Regions from separate parts of the Mus musculus genome. Here region 2 is linked to region 1. The links are chromatin contacts, called in public Hi-C maps. All regions are on one chromosome and are shown on one strand. The core of a region is the stretch at or near the end of the contact, and the rest is flanking DNA. Distances in the headings are between cores, read along the strand shown. Region 1 holds the start of Rara (retinoic acid receptor, alpha). Region 2 holds the start of Naglu (alpha-N-acetylglucosaminidase (Sanfilippo disease IIIB)).

Evidence for each region. A called contact is a pair of places that touch in the nucleus more often than the background predicts.
Region 2: a contact with region 1 is called in a Hi-C map of B cells, with 5 read pairs. The contact joins the promoter of Naglu here to the promoter of Rara in region 1.

Annotation. Positions count from the first base shown.
Region 1 is chr11:98,933,578-98,939,117 of GRCm38.p6, forward strand. It overlaps Rara (retinoic acid receptor, alpha), which reads left to right and starts at 4,119. Exons shown (of 9, transcript NM_009024.2): 1 at 4,119-4,302. Gm46294 reads right to left here. Exons shown (of 3, transcript XR_003949771.1): 2 at 4,347-4,625; 3 at 3,686-3,964.
Region 2 is chr11:101,068,137-101,073,437 of GRCm38.p6, forward strand. It overlaps Naglu (alpha-N-acetylglucosaminidase (Sanfilippo disease IIIB)), which reads left to right and starts at 1,958. Exons shown (of 6, transcript NM_013792.2): 1 at 1,958-2,365; 2 at 2,944-3,091; 3 at 3,760-3,906; 4 at 4,081-4,166. The coding sequence starts at 1,989.

The DNA of each region.
Region 1 (5,540 bases), core at 2,869-5,368:
TTTGTCTCCTAGTCCTACCCATAAACCTGCAGAGCCAGACGAGCAGAGCACGCTGCTTCCCCCCACATGAGGTAAAGGAAGAGGCAGCAGGCTTGAGAATAGAGTGGGATATGTTTGATTTGGAAGAGGAAATGGGGGGAGTGTGTGAGTTCAAATCCTACATCTGCACCTCTGCACCGACAAACTGTAAGACCGTGGCAAAGCAATTGTTTTGTTTGAGGCAGGTTCTTACTCTGTAGCCAGGAACTTAACTATGTAGCAGCCCTGGCTTGTCTGGAGCTCATCATGGCCATCCCACTGCTGCAGTCTCCCAAGGCCTGGGGACTATAAGCATGAACCACACTATATGAAGTTGGAGTGCTGGGATTAAAGGCATGCGCCACCATGCCTGGCTCTTTCTTTCTTTCTTTAAAGATTTGTTTATTTTATGTATATGAGTACACTGTAGCTATTGTCAGACATAACAGAAGAGGGCATCGGATCCCATTACAGATGGTTGTGAGCCAACATGTGGTTGCTGGGAATTGAACTCAGGACCCCTGGAAGAGCAATCAGTGCTCTTAACCATTGAGCCATTTCTCCAGTCTGCCAATTTCTCTTTGAGCCTTAGTTTTCTATCCTATAAACAATGGAAACAGGACTTCTGGTAGACTGAGACTTAAAAGAAGGTAATTGGGAAGTAGACCTCTTGGATAAGTGAGTTGTGAGGCTGTGGAGGAGGAAGTTGAGGCTGGTTCTAGCAGGTATCTCCCTCTTGCCTCACCCACGGTCTGGGAGAGACTGTCTTTCCCCAAGCCTACTTCAGATTCTGCGTAGTTCCTGCATGTGTCTGCTATGCACGTCTTCTCTCTCTCCCTCTGTCCCTCTTGTCTGTAGGCTGTCCTTAAACTTCTAATGCTCACTCCTGCTTCCACTTCTGGATATGCTATCCTTTGGTCATTCTGCTTTGAAACAAGGTCTTTCTCTGTAGCCATGACTACATGGTCCAAACTGGCCTTGAACTCTGGCAGTGCTCCTGCTGCAGCCTCCCGAGTGCTGGTGTTAGAGGTTACAGGTGTATGCAACCACACCTGGCTTGATGCTGGCTTTTTTGTTTTGTTTTGTTTTGTTTTGTTTTGTTTTGTTTTTGAGTTCCACAAGCTGTAACTCCTTTGAGGACTAGGAGCTGTCACTGGACAGTTATTACCTGTCTGAGGCCCACCCTGGCCTCCTCTAGTCTGATGAGGGACTCTACTTGTCTTGGGAAACCAGTGCTTCCCCCATTCCCACCCCCACAGCCTGTCTCCTGCGTGCAGGAGTGGAGGACCTAGGATAGCCCTGGGGCTCTTCTCTCCCATTAGCCTCTTGCTGTAGTCTAAGTACTCTGCTCTCCTGAAACAGGGTGCCTGGCTGAAGGGTGTGAGAACCCTGGTTTTTTTGTTTTGTTTTTTAAATGATTTATTTATTATATGTAAGTATACTGTTGCTGTCTTCAGACACTCCAGAAGAGGGCGTCAGGTTTCATTACCAATGGTTGTGAGCCACCATGTGGTTGCTGGGAATTGAACTCAGGACCTTCAGAAGAGCAGTCAGTGCTCTTACCTCTGAACCATCTCTCCAGTCCCGAGAACCCCGTTTTTGAGACCAACACAACTACTGCTGTGGACTTCTGACTCCTGGTCCCCTGCCCAGGGACCTCTTCTGATCCTGCAGTCATGCTTGGGTAGGGCTGGACTTTGGACCTGTGGTGCCCTGGGCATGAAGGAAGTGTCCCACAGTGTGTAGGCTGTGTGTCCAATCTTGAATGTGTCTGACTCCTCTGGGCAGTGGTTTGTGTGAGTATGGGTTTTCTCTTTTGTGCCCATATGGACCTCCAGCTGCATCATTTCATATGCACACTCCACTCCACTCCATGGCCTTATGTGTAGGCACCCTTTGTGTGTGTGTGTCGGGTGTGCATATATGCCTTGGAGGTGTACACAGTCACATTATGAGCATGTGTGGGGCTGGCCATTTGTCCCAGGGTGTGTGTTCAAGAAGAGTATACCCATATGCAACAAGGTAAGGCACACACCTTTAATCCTACCCTGCACCCAGAAGGCAGGGCAGGCACAGATCCCCTGAGTTCAAGGCCAGCCAGGTCTACTGAGCAAGTTCCAGTACAGTCAGGGCTACACAGAGGTTTCTGAACCCCTGTCCAAGAAGAAGAAAGAAGAAGAAAAAGAAGAAAGGAGAAGAAAGAAAGAAGGGGAAAGAAGAAGAACAAAGAAAGAAAGAAAGAAAGAAAGAAAGAAAGAAAGAAAGAAAGAAAGGAAGGAAGGAAGGAAGGAAGGAAGGAAGGAAGGAAGGAAGGAAGGAAAGAAAGAAAGAAAGAAGAAGAAAAAGTACCTGAAAAAAGTGTACCTGAATCCATATGCCCGCAGGTGTGTCTGAAGGCTGCCCATGTGGGAGGGAGGCAGTGTAACTCTGTGCATGCACCTATCTGGTAGGATCTAGGCTAGAGGAGCCTATGGAAACTAGAGGTGAACTGGCCCTAGGCTACCCTCTCAGCCAGGTAGGTTCCTCACTTGTATGGAGGCTCCTGATGATGGTGGGGCTCTGGCTGGAAGGCTTGACGGGGGCACGGGAGTGGGTGCGTGGAAGGGAATGGGTTAAGCGGCGGCCTCCACATCTGGGAGCCATTGACGCATTCTTGCCTGCTGAGCGCATGTTTGTGGATGGATCTGGACGGGACAGATCGGGGCGGGGCGGCAAGAGAGGGGCTGGGCGGGTGGTTCGCCCCGGCGGAAATCCAGACGGGAGCGGGAGACTGCGCTAGCCCAGCGGGGCGGCAAGGGTCTGGGGAAGCGCTGCACCGCTTTGCGGAGTTTTCCCTTGCGTCCGACCTCTGGACAGAGTGTCCCACGGACCTGAGCTGTGCTACCTACCTTCCAAGGCCGCCAGAGCAAAGCCACAGAGAGACAAGCAGATATTCTAGTTCTAGGCCCGGTTCAGACACCCATGCAACCGTGGACAAAATCCCATATGGGCCTCGGACCTCCTGTTCTTAGTCTGAAAATCCGGACATCGGATTAGACTGAGCGTCCCCAGGGTGGAGGCCTGGGTGTGTGGCACTTCCCTTGCCAGTGGGATGTCCTGTGGGGGGCAGTTGCCACTTCTCTGCCCGGGAACTCGGGTGAGGTAGGCACTGCATAGTGGACTCACCCTCCTCCAGTGCAGTGTTAGAGGTGGAAACCTTAACCTCCGGCTGGCCCGGAGGGGGCTTGTGACAGTTGGGAATTGAGGTCTGGAGATGGAGTGTGGTTCAGATCCTGTCCTCCTGGAACATGTATGAACTGCCCTCGGCCCTCAAGTGGGTCTTCTAGAATGGAGAGCGACTCCAGGCCGTCCAAAGAGCTGGCTTGGGGTGACCATATTTCTAGCTACTCGAAGGGATTCAGTTGAGCTAGAAATTTCCTCTAACCTACTCAAGCCGGAGAGGTGTTTGGGAAAGAAGGATGTTCTATGGAGAAGACGGTCTTCCCTTTGTACTTCGGCTTTACAGATGAGAAATACTAAGGTCCAGAGGAGCCAAGTGTTTTGCTCAAGGTCAGATAGCTTTCAGTTTCAGCTGGCCCCGGAGGATTGTGATTAGGAGAGACAGAGACTTGACAGCTGGGGCAGGAGTCAGTGCGTTCTCCATATTACACCACCTCCTTTCTTCCCAGGTTTGGTAGGTGTGTGTGATGTGTGTGTGTCTCTGTGAGTGTGGGCGTGTAGCGGGGTGGGGGGTGGGGAAAGGGAGTGTGTGTAGGATCCCGCACCCTGAGGTTCGTTCACCGCCGAGTCGTAATTTATTCTTTTCTCTGAACTTCACACCGCCCCCCCCCCCACACACACACACCCCGAATCTCTTTCTGGCGTGTTGAGGGAGGGATTCTCCCAGATTCCCACGGTCCGGCCACTAGCTGGAAGCGTCTCCTTTAAGACTCGCCCTTCCCTGGGTCTATTAAGGAGAGAGGGGCGGGTGTGAGCATGAGGACCCGCCCCCGGTTAGTGATTGGCCCGTGGCATGCAGGGGCGGGCCTGCGGCAGGGGGGCCTCCCTCCCACCCCAGCTCCATACCCTCCGCCCCCCCCAGTCTAGGGCTCCGGGTAAAGTTTCAGCCTCTGCACGTGACTCGCCATGGCCGCTGCCGTCGCCCCGCGCCCCTGAGCTGCGGCCCCCCGGACGGCTCCTCTCGGAGGACCCCACACCCCTGACGCCGGGCAGCGCCGCGGCGCCTGCTTGGGGCAGACCCTGTGCCCGCAGACACGCAGACGGGTTGCATCCCCTCGCTTCGAGGTAACCTCTCCCCTGGAACCCTGGGGAACCCTCGATTCTCTCACACTTCGGGGCCCGGTGGCCCACTCTGGATGGGAACTGCGGGCGGGGACTGGGTGCCCGGCAGTTTCGACGGGGACCTGGGGTTTCCTGGACTTCCCAGCCTGCCGCTGGCGTGTCCGGGGTTGGGGAGCCCCGTCTGCGCCGCGTCTTCGCGCGCACAGCCTTGAGGCTTCTGCGGCCGCCTGCCGCGCGTGTCCTCGGCGCTCCAGTCGTGGCGGATCTACTGCTGGGAACTCTCTTTTCTCTTCAAACCCAAACCAAACAAAAAGACTTCTTGAAACCTGTTTGGGGAGAGATCAGATGCCCAACGGACTAGCCCCCTCCTACTCTTTCTCCTGTTACCTGAGCCGCCCTGTGGTTTGGGGAGAATCAGCCAGGGGCCCACCCCCACCAGAGGGAACTGGCTGGGGGGGCGGGGCCCGCTCAGCTGGTGTCTCGGTTGGAGTGTGGGGGAGCCGTCAGAATTGGGTGCGGGAGCCAGAGCAGTTGGGTGAGACGCGCCTGAGTTTTGTGTTACTTGGGGCTTGTGGAAGCCTTTTGGGGTGAGGGAAGGACAGAATAGACTGGCCGACCTTGCTTCGCTGAGGATGTCTGGGATTTAGTGCCACCCACGAGGCTTGGAAGCTGCTAGCCAGATGTGTGTATGTTGAGGGGTGGTTGGCAGATCAGTTTAACTGTGTCTCCTTTTCTCTCTGGGCACTGCCCTGCTGTCTTACTGTTCGTGGGAAAGGGGGACAGATTCCCCAGTGTGCAAGGCTGGGGGTGGGGGCTAGCTCATATGGAAATAATTTAAAAAGCAACAACAACAACAACAAACTGAGTCTTGGGAAGTTTCTTGCCCTGCCCCTCCACTATTCATCCCGTCTTGGATAGGATGCCCAGCATGCTGGCATGGAAGGGATGGTACCCCTTGCTCCTTACCTGATGCCAGCTCCCGATGTTGCAGCCAGATGGCTACCTTCTACCTGTGGACCGTGTGCACATGTATGTGTGGATGTTTTCCAACAGAATTGCTACCCTTTGCTCTCAGTTCTGCCCTTGATCACCCCATCAGCCCGGGGATGGGACTCAGATTTGTCATCTTTTATCTTCACAAGGCAAAACTTGGGGCACGCGAGTGGGGGAGTGGCGGGGGAGGATATTATCCAGTAAGGACTCTGATGTCCTGTGAGGAAATTAGGGTTCAGACCCCCAAA
Region 2 (5,301 bases), core at 708-3,207, 2.1 Mb after region 1:
ATCTGTAGCCCTTTTCTGGCCTTGCAGTCATTTGTGGTATATAGACATATATATACGGGGACAACACACCCATAGACAGTTAGTTAGTTAATTCGTTCATTAGTACCCCACTCTAGTGCACCTGTGCACATGCCGTGACTGGTATGTGGAGGTCAGAGGACAACTTCTAAGGATCATTTTCCTTCCTCCTCTTCCTTCCCCTGGGTCCCAGGGACTAAATTCGGGTTGTCAGGTTTTGTGGCAAGTGCATTTGTCTGCTGAGCCATCTCACTCTGCCCCCACCACCACCACCATTTTTTTGAGGTTTGCTCTTGTTCATACTGGTCTTAAACTCCTTGGCTCAAACTACTGTCAGCACACAAGTCCATAAAGCTACCACAATTCCCCTGTTCTAAGAAAAAAAAATAGGTGTACCTATAATCACAGGAATTTGAGATTCTGGGGCAGGAAGTTTACTTTGGCTTCGAGGTCAACCCAGTCTATAGAATGAGATTTTGTCTCAAAACAACAAGAAGAAATTAGAAAATGAATTGGTAAAGGAACATCGATTTGTCTATAGTTTGGTCTGAAGTCAAAATTTCTGGTTTCTTTGAAGACTCCTTTGTGTCATGTAATGTTTTTCTAAAAACTGTCTTATGAGAGATGTTTTGGCTAAAGCAGACCCATGAAAAGATGATTTGCTAAGAATAGACACATGATGTTCTTCTAGAGACAGCCTAAAAGGGGGGGGGGTGGATATGATGTTTTACCAGAGCATATACTTGAGAAAACACATGATGTTTCTTTTAAAAAGACATAAATATAGCCCAAGGGACAGTAGACACTGCCAGATGGTGTTGGTTCACCTTGCCATTCTTTGTTGGTTATCATTTGTCATCACTTCATAGAAGGAAACGCACCAGGTAACTTCTAACAGCTTTATGACAATGGGTAAGTCTTTTTTTTTTTTTTTTTTTTTTGAACGTACTGAACACGAGTTTTCCTTTGAAATGCATTAATTTAACAGACCACCAGCTTCCAGCATCCTGGAAGCTAAGAATGTTATCTGAAGCCTGCAACTGATTCCCAGATTCACTATAACCCACTTCTGATGTCTCCACCAATCTATTCAAAAAAGTGTTTTGATATGTGCTCCATTACTATAAAAACTTCAAATTATTTCCACATTGGAACATGGAAACTGGGTTGACCTAAAACTGTTCCAGGGCCATGGTCATTCATATTGGGCTTCAGAATAAGCTCTCAGTCCTTTTGAAGCGAGAGTTGTGGGTTTTGCTGTCAATAGAGGACAATCTCGGGTGTTACCTTCTACCTTAAGATAAGGTCTCTTCCCCATCTGTCACTTTATACATCAGGGCAGCTGTCTCCAGCGCTCATCTCCCGGGAGCACTGGGATTGCAGCCTCCCAATGCTGGGACAGCTTTATGTGGATTCTGCCAATTCAAATGAATGTCCTCAGGTGCAAGCGCTTTATCCACTGAGCTATCTTCTCACCCAGAGAAATCCTTATTTGGTTTCCAGATCTTTAGCCAGAAATGACAACTGAGACTTCTCTAATATAAACAACAGTCTGATACGAAATAAAATCCAAATACACATTTATTAGATGAGGGGTTAGAATATAGCTTAGTGGTAGAGCCAAGTCTTGGCTGGCTTCAATTCTCGTCGCTTAAAAGAGTGGCTAGATATTTGGAAGGGAAGTGACTTGCGGAAGAAAGAGGGCCGAATCTGAAAGGGCTTGGGCATGCGCAGCGTCTCATCGGGCCGAGGATGTTTCATAGGGTCACGCACCCTCCAGCCACGAGCGCGGTCAGCAGACCCTGACCAGTGTCTGAGTCCGGAAACCAGGTTCTCCGGGCGGGTAGCAGGAGCCAACCTTCAGGTCACGTGGCCCGAGGTCGGCAGCCGATTGGATGCTGGCAGCCCTGCCCCGCGGGCCCGGAGCTTGGTATTGGTTGTGAGGGGGCAGCGGCCGCGCGGTTGGCATCATGGAAGCCGCGGGGCTGGCCGTGATTCTGGGGTTCCTACTCCTGGCTGGGGGCTCTGTGGGTGATGAGGCTCGGGAGGCAAAGGCCGTGCGGGAACTGGTGGTCCGGCTACTGGGACCCGGGCCGGCGGCCAATTTCTTGGTGTCCGTGGAGCGCGCGCTGGCGGACGAGTCGGGCCTGGACACCTACAGCCTGAGCGGCGGCGGCGGGGTGCCAGTGCTTGTGCGCGGCTCCACGGGCGTGGCGGCAGCCGCGGGGCTGCACCGCTACCTGCGTGACTTCTGTGGCTGTCAGGTGGCCTGGTCCAGCGCTCAGCTGCACCTGCCGTGGCCGCTGCCCGCTGTGCCCGACGGGCTGACCGAAACCACGCCCAACAGGTATTGATGCTGTGGGTCCCAGACGGCTGGGGCAGCTGCCTGCAGCCTCGGGACAGCCACCGTTGGTGAGGACCAGCACACCTAAGTCGGGGCTGCAGCTACAGACTCGCCTGGAGACTGAGAAGGAAGTGCTGGCTCGGGGATCTGTGCCTTCAAATCTTGGCTCCCCTCTAGCTGTATATTCTTGAGCCAAATCATTTAGCTTCCCAGCCCCCACTGCTGGAAATAATGACAAACTATAGGAACTGTGAGCCCTCTTCATGAGAGAGACCAATTTTGCCTTATGGCACTGACACCCTAAGACACCACAGGATGCACAGCAGGAGCTCTGGGCATGTTGAATAAAAATGAAGTTATGTATTCACAATAGCTACTAGCTAGGGAGGTCTGCGGGAAGTTCCAGCTTCACCCGAGGTGGATTTGGAATGAGCAGGAGAGGAGGCACATTGAAACCTTTGCCCACTGTCCTGTATGCGTACTGTGTTGGGGTTAGTAGCTGCCTCTGGCTGCCTCTGAAGTGTTCCAGAGGGGTGAGTGAGGCATCCCATATGTCCCCAATAATGTGCCCCTACCCGCAGGTACCGCTATTACCAGAATGTGTGCACGCACAGCTACTCCTTCGTGTGGTGGGACTGGGCCCGTTGGGAGCAAGAGATTGACTGGATGGCACTGAATGGCATCAACCTGGCTCTGGCTTGGAATGGCCAGGAGGCCATCTGGCAAAGGGTTTGTGCCAACCTGGCCCCTCACACTCTCCTGCCTGCCTTACATACACCCCTGCCCCTGGGAAACCGAGGCCTTCCAGGGTGGGACAAAGTATCTGGCAGTATATGTCTGTAATCCCAGGACTCAGGTAGAGGCAGGAAGATTCAAGATTGAGTTCCAAGGCAGGAACTCAATCAGGGCAGGTACCTGGAGGCAGGAACTGAAGCAGAGACTTTGGAGCAACACTGCTTGCTTCCTGACTTGGTCAGTCTTTCTTATATACCCAGAACCACCTGCTCAGGGATGGCACAGCCCCCAATAGGCTGAGCCCTTCCATATCAGTCACCAGTCAAGAAAGTGCCCCCACAGGATTGCCTTCAAGCCAATCGGATGGGGGTATTTTGTCAATGGAGGCTGCTTCTTCCCGGATGACCCTAGCTTAAGTAAGGATGACGGGGGGGGGGGGGGGGGGGGGGGAGCCAGAGACTCTCCGTGGTTTGAGGGAAGCCTCTTTGTGTCCCAGAGAGTCACCCATCCCACAGACATGGAGCTGTTTCCTGGACCGTGAGCTCCCTGTAGGCTGAGGTCCAGATCTGTCTTAGTAGCAGTAGTCCCCAGCTCAGAGAGGTGGTGAGCAAGAACTTGTCCAATGACGTGGTTTATAGGTAGGGGCTCTTCCTGCTCCACAGGTATACCTGGCCTTGGGCCTGACCCAGTCAGAGATCGATACGTACTTCACCGGTCCTGCCTTCCTGGCCTGGGGACGCATGGGTAACTTGCACACCTGGGATGGCCCCCTGCCCCGTTCCTGGCACCTCAGTCAAGTCTACCTGCAGGTAAAGAGTGGCTAAGGAATGGTGGAATGGGGGCTGAGTGTTCACAGAGCCAGGGATGGGTGCTTAGCTAGCCTCGGGGCTCTTGCCTGATCTATAGATCTGTGTTCCCTTCCTGAGGGAGCAAGGGACACCCCCCAGCAGAGGTCCTGTCACATTGACCTCTATCCCTCCCAGCATCGAATCCTGGACCGGATGCGCTCCTTTGGCATGATCCCAGTGCTGCCTGCCTTCGCAGGGCATGTCCCCAAGGCCATCACCAGGTGAGGTCCTCCCTCCCTGCTCAGCTCTAAGGGAAAAGGGTCGCCCTGCAGAAGGAAATGCTGAAACTCCGGATATTGGCTCGGCTTGACTCCTGCCTCTGCTGTCAGCCACTGCAGATTGCTGGATGACTCTGACTCGGTTTCCTTGCTTGTCAAATAGAATCATTGCTGGGTATGATGGCATACTCTTCTGAGCCTGGTACTTAGGAGCCTGGGGCAGGAACACTACCAGTTCCAGGCCAACCTGAGCTACATAGAGAAACCCACCCATGGGGCGGGGGCCTGCTGAAGAGATGCCTCGGCTCTTAGCACCTGCTGCTCTTGCAAAGGACCATGGTTCAGTTCCCAGCACCCACGTGGTAGTTCCCAAATCCTGAGGAGCTGATCGCCTTCCTAGCACACATCATGCATACGGTGCACAGACATAAATGCAGGCAAGCATTCATACCCAGAAAATAACAATAAATCAATCTAAAGTATTCCCAGGATTCCTACATTGTTAACATCAAATTTAGACAACTCAACAAATTTTTAAAGGTTTTCATTTATTTTATGTGTGTGAGTGTTTTGCCTGTGCATATAGGTCTGTGTACCATATTTGTGCCTGGTGCTCTCGGAGAACAGAAGAGGGCACGGGATGCCCTGATGCTGGAGTGAGAGATGGCTGTGAACTACCATGTGGTTGCTGGGAATCAAACCTGGGTCCTCTGGAAGAGCAGCCAGTGCTCTTAACTGCTGAACTCTCTCTTCAGTCCCTAACTTTAATATGTGTATGTGTGAATAATTTATATATGTTATGTATAAGTACATAACTTAATTATTTAATTAGGGAATATTTAAAGAAAAGGAATGGAAAATTACTAAGTAACAAGATGGCTCCTTTACCTGCTGTCCTGAGTGCTGCCAGGCACACAATGTTAGTGAGTAGCTGCTCTTGGTGGCCTAGGGAGTGTGCTGGTCTCTGCGCTCGTGTTTGAACTGTCTTCTCTTCTGTGGCTGGAGAGACCTTCAAGGTCTGGATGAGGCTCCTCCTCCTTCATGAAGTTCTGTCATCCAGCACCTGCAAGGACCCTTATCACCAAGCCAGTTAGGACCTGGCTCCCACCACTGTCACGGCGTGTGGTGCTGGTTGCCG